2 separate regions of the Rattus norvegicus genome follow, and region 2 is linked to region 1. A link is a contact called in public Hi-C data. All regions are on one chromosome and are shown on one strand. The core of a region is the stretch at or near the end of the contact, and the rest is flanking DNA. Distances in the headings are between cores, read along the strand shown.

What was found. A called contact is a pair of places that touch in the nucleus more often than the background predicts.
Region 2: a Hi-C map of Schwann cells shows a contact between it and region 1, with 14 times the contacts expected there. The contact joins two enhancer-like sites. A contact is called at or near these places in 11 of 12 Hi-C or Micro-C datasets (the A7r5 cell line, the Rat2 cell line, Schwann cells and 7 more).

What each region holds. Positions count from the first base shown.
Region 1 is chr1:9,793,410-9,799,379 of GRCr8, reverse strand. It overlaps Adat2 (adenosine deaminase, tRNA-specific 2), which reads right to left. Exons shown (of 6, transcript NM_001115028.2): 6 at 4,004-5,970. Among named protein-coding and RNA genes, the nearest start is that of Adat2, 22 kb to the right of the region's middle. Within about 2 kb of position 3,624, at least 3 of the 93 cell types and tissues checked have an H3K27ac peak or open chromatin away from gene starts, as enhancers often do.
Region 2 is chr1:10,420,827-10,426,796 of GRCr8, reverse strand. No RefSeq gene overlaps it. Among named protein-coding and RNA genes, the nearest start is that of Trnaa-agc27, 49 kb to the left of the region's middle. Within about 2 kb of position 3,741, at least 7 of the 93 cell types and tissues checked have an H3K27ac peak or open chromatin away from gene starts, as enhancers often do.

The sequences.
Region 1 (5,970 bases), core at 2,375-4,874:
AAAATGCATCTATTCTAGATGCAGATAAAATGGCACATTATCTTTTCTCCCTGCTACTCTTAAAATATAGAAAGAAATAACATAGTTGAAGACAAAATACTTTAGTGTCTCCGATCTCGGGGCCATATTTAAAGTAAACAGGGCTGGAGAGATGGCTCAGCCGATAAGAGAACAGACTGCTCTTCCAGAGGTCCTGAGTTCAATTCCCAGCAACCACATGGTGGCTCACAGCCATCTGTAATGGGATCTGATGCCCTCTTCTGGTGTGTCTGAGGACAACCACAGTGTACTCATATAAAATAAATAAATAAATCTTAAAGTAAACAAACTTTTCAAAAGTCATGGTAACGAGTCAAAGCTGAACAATGGACCACATTACCCAGCTGCAAAGTCATAGAACTTGAATGAGCATCGTGCTGATCCAACCTCCTCCTCTCTCCACGCTTTTTTTTTTTTTTTTTTTTTTTTTTGGTTCTTTTTTTCCGGAGCTGGGGATCGAACCCAGGGTCTTGCGCTTCCTAGGCAAGCGCTCTACCACTGAGCTAAATCCCCAACCCCCTCTCTCCACTCTTGATCGGGAGACAGGAAATGCTTCCTAAAGGGCCAGACCGCGCATGCCGTAGAGTCCTGTGTGCCCTTGTAGCACTGAAGAAACAGATCGGAGTGACCGTGACCCCAGAAGATTTATTGAAATTTTATTTTCATGTTAGGTTTACAAATCCTTAAATATTATTCAGCTGATTTTTTCCAAACATTTAAAGTGTAAAAATCTGATCAAATAGAATATATGAAAATAGGCACTGGGGTGGAATTTGGTCCACAGGCTATACTTTGTGGGCCCCTTCTCTAGATTTCAATTTACACTCTCCACTTGTTACAGATTATGCTGACACCTGTGAAAATGGGAACCATAACCTTATTCAAGATTAGAGAGGATATCAGCACTGTGTGTTTGTGATGTGTGGTTGGGCGCAGGGCGAGACATGAAAATACTCAGGGCTTTCTAAACAGGGAGCGGTTTGGAGGGTTGGAGGTGGGGATAGAATGGGGAGAGGGAATAGGATGTTGTTACTGTTAACCTGTGAGACCTGCTAAAGGTAAGGCGAGATCATTTTTACATCAGTTGTGGGGAAGGAAAATTTAGCTTCCTGTGGGGTGGGGGTGGGGCTCTAAAGAGAGTTTAATAGGACGCTTGCAAAAAAAAGGCTGTGCAGACCCAGCTGGCAACAGGGCCAATGTTGTTGCCTGGTTAAGAGGATTTGGAACCTGACCAAAGCCTGGCCTATGACAGCCTTTGTCGAATCCCATGACAAAGTTTCCTGACTAGCTGTCCGGTGAGAAATGATCATATAAGCCTGCTTTCCTTAGCTCAGCATACAAACATGTAGGATCCTAAAGATGTCAGACTCTCACCATAAGCCCTGCCGGCCTGACCCAGAGAAGTAACCCCAGCCGTCCGGCCTTTCCTCACTACACGAAATTAGCGCCTTGTGAGGTAAGGGAAAGAGCTGGCAGTTGTCTGCACGGAGGCTGTCAGTGCAGTCTCATTCAAGGCTGGTGTCTCCTCTCCTCAAGCCTGCTGGAGGCCAGCTGATATAGAATAGCCAGGCACCAGCAGTTTTGGCTGCACTGACATTGTCAGAACAGAGAAGCTGTACTACTTTTAAAACAAATGAGAGAAAAAATTAGTCTGAGCTTTTGTTTTTACCTACCCTCAAATGATGGTGCCTAAAACATTTTAAGGCAAGGTATCTCTGTGGAAACTCCTATGCCCCCCTCTCCCGTGCCCCCCTCTCCCGTGCCCCCCTCTCCTATGCCCCCCTCTCCTATGCCCCCTCTCCTATGCCCCCCTCTCCTATGCCCCCCTCTCCTATGCCCCCCTCTCCTATGCCCCCTCTCCTATGCCCCCCTCTCGTATGCCCCCCTCTCCTATGCCCCCTCTCCTATGCCTCCTCTCCTATGCCCCCCTCTCCTATGCCCCCCTCTCCTATGCCCCCCTCTCCCGTGCCAGTATTTTATGGGCAAGTAATCATCAGACTAGAATTCACTGCAATGTATTACCACAGGGCATCTGTGATATCAGAAATATCTTGGACCATTTTTCTACAGCACTATTAGTTCCTTCTTTTCTTCCTTTCTTTCTTCCTTTCTTTCTTCCCTTCTTTCTTCCTTCCTTTCTTTCTTTCTTTCTTTCTATTGGGGGGGTAGGAAGGATGTCAAGAGTGAAATTACTTAGTTTTGGATCTTCATTTTCATTTTCCTTATTGACTGTGCTGTTTAAAATATTCTTACCAAAAGTTGTGAATTTTGGAACACACAATACGGAGGAAGAGTGAAATCAAATAATTTAACAGCTGTTTTGGGTTTATATAATGAATCTTCCTTCCCTCCCTTCCCTCCGTGTCAAGCATACTTTCTTATAAAAATAAAAACCAAAAGTCACAATCTCTTCCCGTAAAGACTTGATCACTCACTGCCACAGAGAGGGAGAAAACCAAGTCCACGGTGACTAAATCAGACATCTGAACCAAGTGTGCAAAATTAATGTCACCTGTAGCGTGTGCTGGCCTTTGTTGGCCTCCAGCTGAGGAAGCATCAAATAAAAAGACCACTCTGTTATCCAGAGGAGCGCACTAACTGCAAAGCGAAGGCATTGGTGGTGGCGGCGGCAGCGGTGGTGGCAACACGGGCAGGACAGGTACAGGAAAACTGTCATCAGAGCAGGATGTGTTTCGGTGGGAGACAGGCGCATGAATCCAGTGGCGGCAATATGGAAGGCGACCAAAATGTTCTAGGTTGGAACAGCGAAGCGTAACAAAACCCTAGGATGGGGCTGGCTTCGCGGGGCTAGAGGGAATTCTCCCCAGGGTTTAGCGGGGCTTAGCGGAGCCAACTGGCAGAACTGGAGCACCAATGCTCCTTTAAAGCAAATGAGCGTTAAACTGGCCAGGTCATTAATAACAGAGTGGCGACGGTAGAGGACAGCACTCTGCAAAAATACTGAAGTGCTTCTGGGTGAAGGACCAGGAGAACCTATGACGTGAATAAAAACAACAACAACGACGACAACAACAACAACAACAACAACTTTAGAACGGGCTATGATGTAGCTCGTTGCCTGGTGCTTGCCTAGCATTTGATGAAGCCCCCCAGACTGATTTCCCTGGCACAAGTAGCGAACACTGTACGAACAGCTGTACAATGATTCTGAAGCCAACCTAGGCTACAAATGGGGAGGGAGGGTCCTTAGAAATAGGAGCCATCTTGCCTACATTTGGGTCGCTGGCTGTTTTCTCCATATTTCAAGTGTACAAGACAGGAAATGCAAGGATATCTTGACATGACTTCTCATCGCTGATGGGACCCAGCAAACACTGGATATCCCCCGGCATCGATGTGATCGTTTCTCCCCAATTTTTCTTAACAGGGCAGGTGGCTCTACGGGTTATCTATGTCCTATGCCTTCCTAACTATCTCATGTACAAAGTACGACTCTTATTTCCGGTCTCTTCGGCAGGCACAACCGGTATGGTTCCGTTGGGTATGCGCTTTTGCAGTGGGGGCCTCGGTATTTTACACTGCGGCAGCGCCTCCAGTGCTTGCTGGAGGGCACTGCGCACAGCTTCGCTGCTTACACATCTATAGCTCCTCGCCGCCATGTGGACACGGCGTTTGAGTTCCGTACACTTGGAGTCCAGGACGTCCACAGCGATCCTAAGATGCCTATGCTGACCCCGAGTCTACAGCAATCCATCCGGAGCAGTTTTTCCCACCGGAAACCAGGCAGGCCTGTGTGCAAAAGCTCTTTCAGTGACCGGAAGGAGAATTTTAAAGGTGGGGAATGGATATTAAACCGTTCAGCCCTGCATGGGGACCAGGAAAGGCCACTTAGCCATCTGCTAAAACCAAAAAGGGAAATCATGCACACCGCCTTCTTTTCTGGTGTTATTTTTCCGCTTCCTAAGAAGTTCTTGTCTCTCAGAAAAAAAATGGCCACACATTATTTCTGGTTCTATGTTTTCACCTTTATTGTCGTTGCTGTTGCTATTATCATTTTTCCCCTAAATTCAAACTAAATTTACTTTCAACGGTTTATCATGATCCCAGGTTGTTTCAAGTACAGATAATTCCCCCCAAATGATATGAAGTCAGTAAATATAATGATGTCTTCTTACAGGAGAGCACAGGAGCCGGGGGTGAATTATGACCAACTGCAAAAAGGAACACACTAGTCAAGGCACTAAAACTTAATGAGAAGACAATCTTCAAAGTAGATAAAACCGAAGAGAAGGTGCACAGACTATTACTGTAAATTTAAAATCCTATGTACTCTTCGCTCATTAAACTTCTGAAATGCTGTTACACACACACACACACACACACACACACACACACACACACTCACGAAACCATGCAATTATAAATCTTCTGAAGCATGTAACTGTGATTAGCTGCTCCCCCAGGCAATATAAAAACACTACCACCACAATCCATTCCAGCCTGTAATGTAATTCAAAACAAACAAGTCAGAGACAGTGCTCAAATGGCAGAGTCAACAAACAGCCACTTTGCATCAAGGACTAATGCGCTGTAGAAACTGAGGCTGCGCTGGCACTGGCCTTTAGGTGGAACAGCGAGGCCCCCTTCTGGGCAGAGACGCACACTGCGCCCAGGGCGGCGCGGAAAAGTCGCACCTTTGCTCCAGTGACCTACCTTATCAGACTTTGTTGTGAGGTCTAATTTTTAGATACTCGATTTAAGCTTTATTCCCCGCATTTGAAAAGAGTAGTAGCTTTGTTATCTCTGATTCAATGGATCATTTTATTGAATCTTGAAACCAACATTCCTGCATTCTTATTCCGAACTGCAACTGGTTGTAATTGGGACGATGGGTGGGGTCCCTACATAGCCCAGGCCTTGAATTCATGATTCTCTTGCTTCAACCTCCCCAGTAGTGGGGCTACGGTGTGCACCCTTATGACCAGCAGCAACTGTCATCTTCCAGCAAGTTACATATCGGACCACCTTCATTTCTCTCTGGAGAATGTAAGGTCTTTGTTTTGAGAGTATAAGGTCTTGGCTTTGTTCTAGGGAAGAAATGGACGTTAAAGGAATAGTTGCTTCATTATAAGGAACTATTTCACTTTCATTTCCTCCTTTAGAAATTCTAAGTGTGTGTGTGTGTGTGTGTGTGTGTGTGTGTGTGTGTATGAATAGTGGGATTGTGTGTATGTGTAAGTAAGTGCAGGTACCCGCAGAGTCCAGAAGAGGGTATTGGTTTCCCTGGAACTGGAATTACAGGTTGTGGATTGTCCAGAGATGGTGCTGGGAACCAAACTTGTATCCTCTAAAAAAGCGGTGTATGTTTTTAACCCCCGAGCCATCTGTCCAGCACCCACTATTTGAAGACTATTCCTCTTGAAAGAAGGCATGAATAAAAGTTTATTGTAGCAATATGCTATGATTTTTTTTTAAAGGCTCAAACACTTGCTTAAAAGCATCCATTTTATCTAAAAAAAACTTTTAAAACTTTTAAAAAAATGTTCTAGGATTGGGGAGCTATCTCGGTCAGTCAAGCGCAGGGGGACCTGAGTTCAATCTCCAAAACTCACATTTAAAAAAGAGAAGGAAAGGAGGGAGGCAGGGAGGGAGGGAGGGAGGGAGGGAGGGAGGGAGGGAGGGAGGGAGGGACAGTATGGCGGTGTGTGCCTGTAATTCCTGCACAGGTAGAACTCTGGGCATTCCTGGCCAGCCTACACAATCCCTCACCCCCGAGTGGTAAATTTCAAGAAATCTTCTCTTTAAAAAAAAAAAAAAGTCAAGAAGGAGTGGCACTGCATCTAAGGAACAGCACCGGTGAGCCTCCTCTGCCTCCACACCCGCCCCCCAAAGTCAATACAAATTAGGACAAGCCCAGGAACCTGTGCCTGGTGGAGCCTGGTGTAGGACCGGGTCTGAATGCATTCGGTA
Region 2 (5,970 bases), core at 2,492-4,991, 630 kb before region 1:
CCTCTCACTCTCTTGTCAAACCCAATCCTCCTGTGTGCTTGTGCTTTACTAGATGGCTGGTGTAGCTAATTTACCAAATCCCCAAGGGTTTATCACATGCAAAGTACTGCCCCCCATACACACACACACACACACACACACACACACACTACTGCCACATCTGGATGAGGACTTAAAATTTAGTTTTTGAAGCTGCTGTGAGATCTTCAGCATTGCAACGGGCTTCTGACGCCTAGAAGTTTTAACCTTAAAGACGGCCTTTAAACAAATTGTTGTAAGTGAGTGTGTCTCTCTTCAGGTCCTACTCCCAATTCTTAAAGTTTCGATTCCTGCAGCAGCGTGAAACCCCTCACTTTAAACAAATTGGAGCCCACTCCAAAACAGAATTAAAATGATTTCAAAGAATGACAGAAAAACATTTCTTTTGGCAAGGGATGACAGGAAGCCAGAAGGAATAGAGGAGAGATCCAGTGGGGAGTGTAAGCAGCGAGAGACCTGCTCCATATGCCTGGCCATCAAATAAGTCTTACAATCCCGTATGTCGTGTTTGCAGGACACAACTCTGTCTCTGCTTTGCTTTTGCTGTTTTTTTTTTCTAACTCAGCTCCCTCCCTCCTGTCCTCCCTGCAGCCCTCTCCATCTCTGCCATATTGCAAACTGCTTCTTATAAGGGAAAAAGAATGCAAGGAAGCCGATGTGCAAGACGAAAAGTGAGAAGACCCAGGGGTAGGTAGCAAGGGCCTCCAGTCTCAAAGGAAGATTGGTCACCGTGACAGTGATTGGCACAAAGTACAGATTAGATTTCTTTTTTGCCTGAAATTTGAAAGAAATAACTTTGGGCTTCTTTTTGTAACAAATGTTGTGTGAACTATTTTATGGCGTGGTTCCATGGACCTAAAATGAGGGTGCCTGTCACGCTTACCAACAGTGTTTCCCATTTCCACTGGCCTCCCACCAGTAATATATTCAACAGCTATGGCAGCATTATAGCATTATTATTATTATTGTTGTTGTTGTTGTTGTTGTTGTTATCATTACTAGTAGTAGTAATTGTGGGGGGCGTGTTCTTCCTGCATATATGTCTGGGTAACTATATATTTACCTGGTACACACAGAGGTCGGAAGAGGCCTTTAGATTCCCTGGAACTGGAGTTACAGATGGTTGTGACCCACCAAGTAGATGCTGGGAATTGAACCCTGGTCCTGTGGGAACGCAGTGAATACTCTTGACAGTTATTGATCCATCTCTCCAGCCCGGCGTCTCTGGCTTTATTCCCATTAGACAGTAGCAAAACCACTCATGCGGTGGACTTCTCTGCCAGTCCTGCGTCAGTTCCCAGTGTATTCCGTTGACACTGAACGCACAAAGAAGGATCTGGAAAGTTAGTGTATGATTTCTTTGCATACAGACCCTACCATGCCCCTTACATCTGGGAGAACACTGATGCTGTTTGGCTCCTTCCCAGAGGCTGGGAAATGTTCAGACTTTCATGAAGGGAAGACGCTTCCTCCCAATGAGCCAAGAACACAGTTTAGCTTGTTCCCTTCTTCAGAGTTTAAGCCCATTTTTTCATTGGGTAAAATTTTCATGGCTGTAAATAAGCGCTGTGCCCACCAGGAGTCCACTTTCTCCAATGTGGTCATTTCTATTGCTTCATGGGAAAAGGCGAAGCTTTCAGTGTCTAATCTAGGTCTCATGTATGGCCAAGAAGAAAGGAAAGACCATTCCAACCCAGGCATCAAAGAAGGTTTAGAGAGGTATAAGAAAGAGGGCCTGAGCAGAGCTCAGTAAAGAAAGCGCTTGCCTCACAAACGTGAAGACATGACTTCTGTCCCCTGATCGACCGGCGTGAAAAGTACAGCACCATGTATACTTGTAGTCACAGCGCTGGGGACAAGGCGACAGAAACTGTCTGAGGCTCGATAGCCAGCCAGCCTCAACTGTTCTGTGAGTTCCAGACCAGCGTTGGCCCATCACAAAAACAAGTGGAGCTGCCCAGAAATGACACTAGAGGATGACCTCTGGACACCACAAACACACACACACACAAGCATGAGTTGTGATGGTGGTGTCATAGACCACCGGAAGCTAGGCAGTCAACCCTGTAGTGGGAGACAATACAGTGAGAGATACAGTCTTGATTACAGCAACAGAACTCTGTGGTAAAACATAATGTCTTTTGAAAGTCCTTTTGCAAGTATCAGAAATCTAGCCAAATAAACCCAATCAATGAATAGGAAATTATTGGAAAGACTACTGAGTCACCCTCAGAACCCCAGCAGCATGAAGGACACCCAAATCTATGCAAATCGTATTTTATTTTATTTTTCCTTTTTGACCGCATATCCTGGCTTGTCTTGATTCTCTTAGCAGATAGCCTCCTTACCTCCAAACTCCATGCCCGATACAGATACTCACCTCAACTCAACTCTCTTAAGTCCGGTTATAATTCCTAAGAGGAAAATAGTGCTCACCCTATGCTGCCCAAGGGGGTCCCTGATGCAACCCATGACCACGGTGGTTGGATTTTGGCATGCCTGGTTACTTGGGATTTCCTTTGTGGAGAAAGGAATGGTTCTTGGAGGAAAGTGGTATCAAAGGTTTGGCAGGAGCTCCAAAAGTTGGTTACATAAATCTACCGGAAGTTCTGCTGGTGTATTTTAATCCCAGTGTCGGTATGAATGAAGAGATGTAAATAAACAGCACAGTTCTGAATAATAGGACCAGTTTAAGAGACACTACAGCAGTGGTTCTCAACCTGTGGGCTGTGACTCCTTTGGGGATCAAATGGCTGTTTCATAGGACTATCAGAAAATGTACATGTTGACCTTATCATTAATAACAGTAGCAAAATTATGGTTATAACATATCGATGAAAATAACTTTATGGTTGTGGGTCACCACAACATGAGGAGCTGTATTAAACGAGCACAGCATTGGGAAGGTTGAGAACCCCTGCTCTAGAATCTCAGCCGTGAGGATGGCATCAGAAGAGGAGGCACTGACCACAACAGATGCGAAACATCTCCCAGGACAATGTGCCCTGGGTAAAGTCTGAAGAATCCAGAGCTCCTTTGCGGGAGTGGCCATTTAGAGTTTCCATAAACGCCACACGTGTGCAAGCGTGGGCTGCTGCCTTTAAAGAGAAGCTGGGCGTGGAGCTTCAGAGCAGCTAAGCAAGACCTGACAGTTCCAGAGCCATGGAAGGAAATGTCTGTGCTCAAGACATTCCCAGTATTATGAATCAATTCACCAAGTATTTACCAACCGGCCTCCTTTATGCTTAGTGCTATTCGATATTGTGTTTAGTCAGGGATCTGAGACAAAAGGGCCACCCTGGACTATTATAGAAAGTCCCTTCAGGGCTGTAAATGGAGGCGAATGCCAGGACATTTTCCCAACCTCCTTGCAGCCACCCTGCTAAAACCCTGAGAAGCATGCGTTCCCTCCCCCACCCTCCTGCCTGCCTGCCAGGGTTTCCAGATTTCTTCTGCTTTGCAGTTGCGTCAAAGCCGTGCTCGACTCCAATCCTCACAGAAGGCATAAATTAACATTTTATTATGTGTACTTGTTAGGGTCTCTTAAAGTAGACATGCAAATTTGAGGCTCCCGTAATAAATTAGGGCATACCCAAATTAACTGAAAATAAACCGGGTTGCCCTGGCCAAGGCCTCGGAAGACTGGTCCCTGCCAAGCAACCCAAGGGCGGATACTTACCTCAACTCCTGTTCCCCAGTTGTTGACCCTGGCCTCTGGCCATTTCCTTCTCTGTGTGGTACCCTGGTCTTCTCTGCGCAGATGCTATCAGCTTACATGACTCCTGATGGGCTTTTTTAACAAGGGTTGGTTTCTGGTAAGCCTATTACAGGTCTCTGAGGTCTCAAGCAAGCAATAGAGAGAAAGAGAGAAATAAAGGTTTTGAGTTTCCATCACACATTTGGACAGTTTTGTCTGCCACGACCTTCCACATGGACCCACTATGCTGAGGCTACACTTTGATTGGTTATTGCTACAATGGGGCTTTAATGTTGCAGCTGACAGCCTGGAAAACCTTCAGGTCAAGAGCCTGGGGCCACAGAGTGCTTGGTGTGTTTTGATGTATCGATGGTGGGGAAGTGAGCAGAAAAATTAAGGGGCACCTGATGCGCCCCTCACAGCTCCACCAGCACCCCTGTTTTGTCGTTGTTATTGCTGTTCTTTGCTTGCTTGCTTGTCTGTTTGTTTTTGCATACTTTTAGAGAATAGAACAAAAGGTGTTGTGGGTGTAACTCTCTAGGGATCATGGGTGGACAAGGCCACACAAATAAAGAAGACACAGCAGTTTGGAACTGGAAAACTTCAAGGTTCATGGTGTTAGAGCCTTGGGACTAGTGGGATGCAGAGCGGTTAGGAGGAAAGGCCTGGCAGGAAAATTTACATCTTATGTTATGTTGGGGTGCTCTTAAAGGAGACTGTGAAGCCCAGTCCCTTCCTCTTTCTCTCTTTTATGCCCTAGTCATAAAATGAGCAGCTTGTACTTTAAGCAAGGCACCCATTTGCTTCCTTGACACATGTCCAAAAGAAATGGAGCTAAATGACCATGGGCTGAAACCTCCAACATCATGGCCCCAAATAAACCTTTTCTCTTCATAAGTTAATTACCTTAAGTATTTGCTACAGCAGTGGAATAACACAAGGGGGTTGAGGAATTAATATCATGTGGCTATTTCCCCCTAATTAAAACATTTTCTCCTAGAAGGAGGCTTCTTAAGACTTAGGGTAAGCAAACTCTATGTCTCAGAAAGTTCCTGAAACTTACAAGATTCCTAAAGCCTCTCTCCAGTCTTATAAAAGTAGTAAGAATTCAGGAAAGAAGAGATGCACTACTAGTCACGCCACCCACGTGTCTTGCAGGGAGCTCTGGAGGTTTGTCTGCCACTTGTCATTGTCCACACTCGGGTAAAGCTTTTGATAATGTAGCTAGCTGCCTTTCAGTCATCAATGCCCCTGTCCAGAGCTCCTTCTCCATCTACCTCTATGTAACTTCAATAAATCATTGGTTTCCTAAGCCATGCTTGAGTGGAGTCATTCCTTCTGCCTATCATCTCCGTGTGGCATGAATTCCCATCTGTTCCCATCTCCCCAGGAAAAGTCACACTACAAGCATTCATGATTGAAGGGAAATTCTAGTTCTAATGCTGTGGGCAAGGGGAGCTGAAATCCAGGGGCCTACTGCTGGGCCAGAATGCACAGCATTTGTAGGGGATCCTATTGGAACTCCCCTACCACAAAAAGGCACCTTGGAAACCACCTTCACATGGGTCCTAGGTTAAGAGACTGTATCTGTATACCTCCTGCATTTAGGAGTTCTGTCTCCAGGTGAATTTTACCTGGTACTCCCCTAAAGTGAACAAACTCATTTACTGCGCGCAAGGACACTTACATATTCATAGCAACTACTCAGAGGTCTCAATGTTCAGATGCCATGCCATTGTCAAATATTCCCCTCCGAGACACCTGCTCCTTCACCTCTCACCTCCCTCCTTCCGCATCTCCTCAGCCTTCCTGCTTCCCCTCTCTGCTTATTTCAGTCAGTTCTTAGCATCTCATTTCACCTTCCTGCTCTGTAGAGAGCTATGTGTGGTTCTTACCTTCCCCCCAGTGGCATTTAAAGTGTTTCTTGGTGCAAAACATCCTATTCATTGCCATAGAAACAGGAAACTCAGTGTGGAAGAAAAAAAAGGAGGGGGGGGGAAGGAGTCTGACACTCTGCAGCTATGCAATTCTGTTATTTTGCCCAAATCCATAAATGGCAACATGCTGGGAGATACGCAGAAAGCCAACCCGTGGTTAGAACAAGTAGAGGAAGGGCTTCTTGTTCCCAGGAGACTTAGCACAGGTTTTAAAGCAGGCAAGAAGAGACTAGGGTGCAGGCAGTGGGGAGGGGGTGCTTGTCTTTCCCCAACTCCTCTCGGTGTTACTGTCTATAA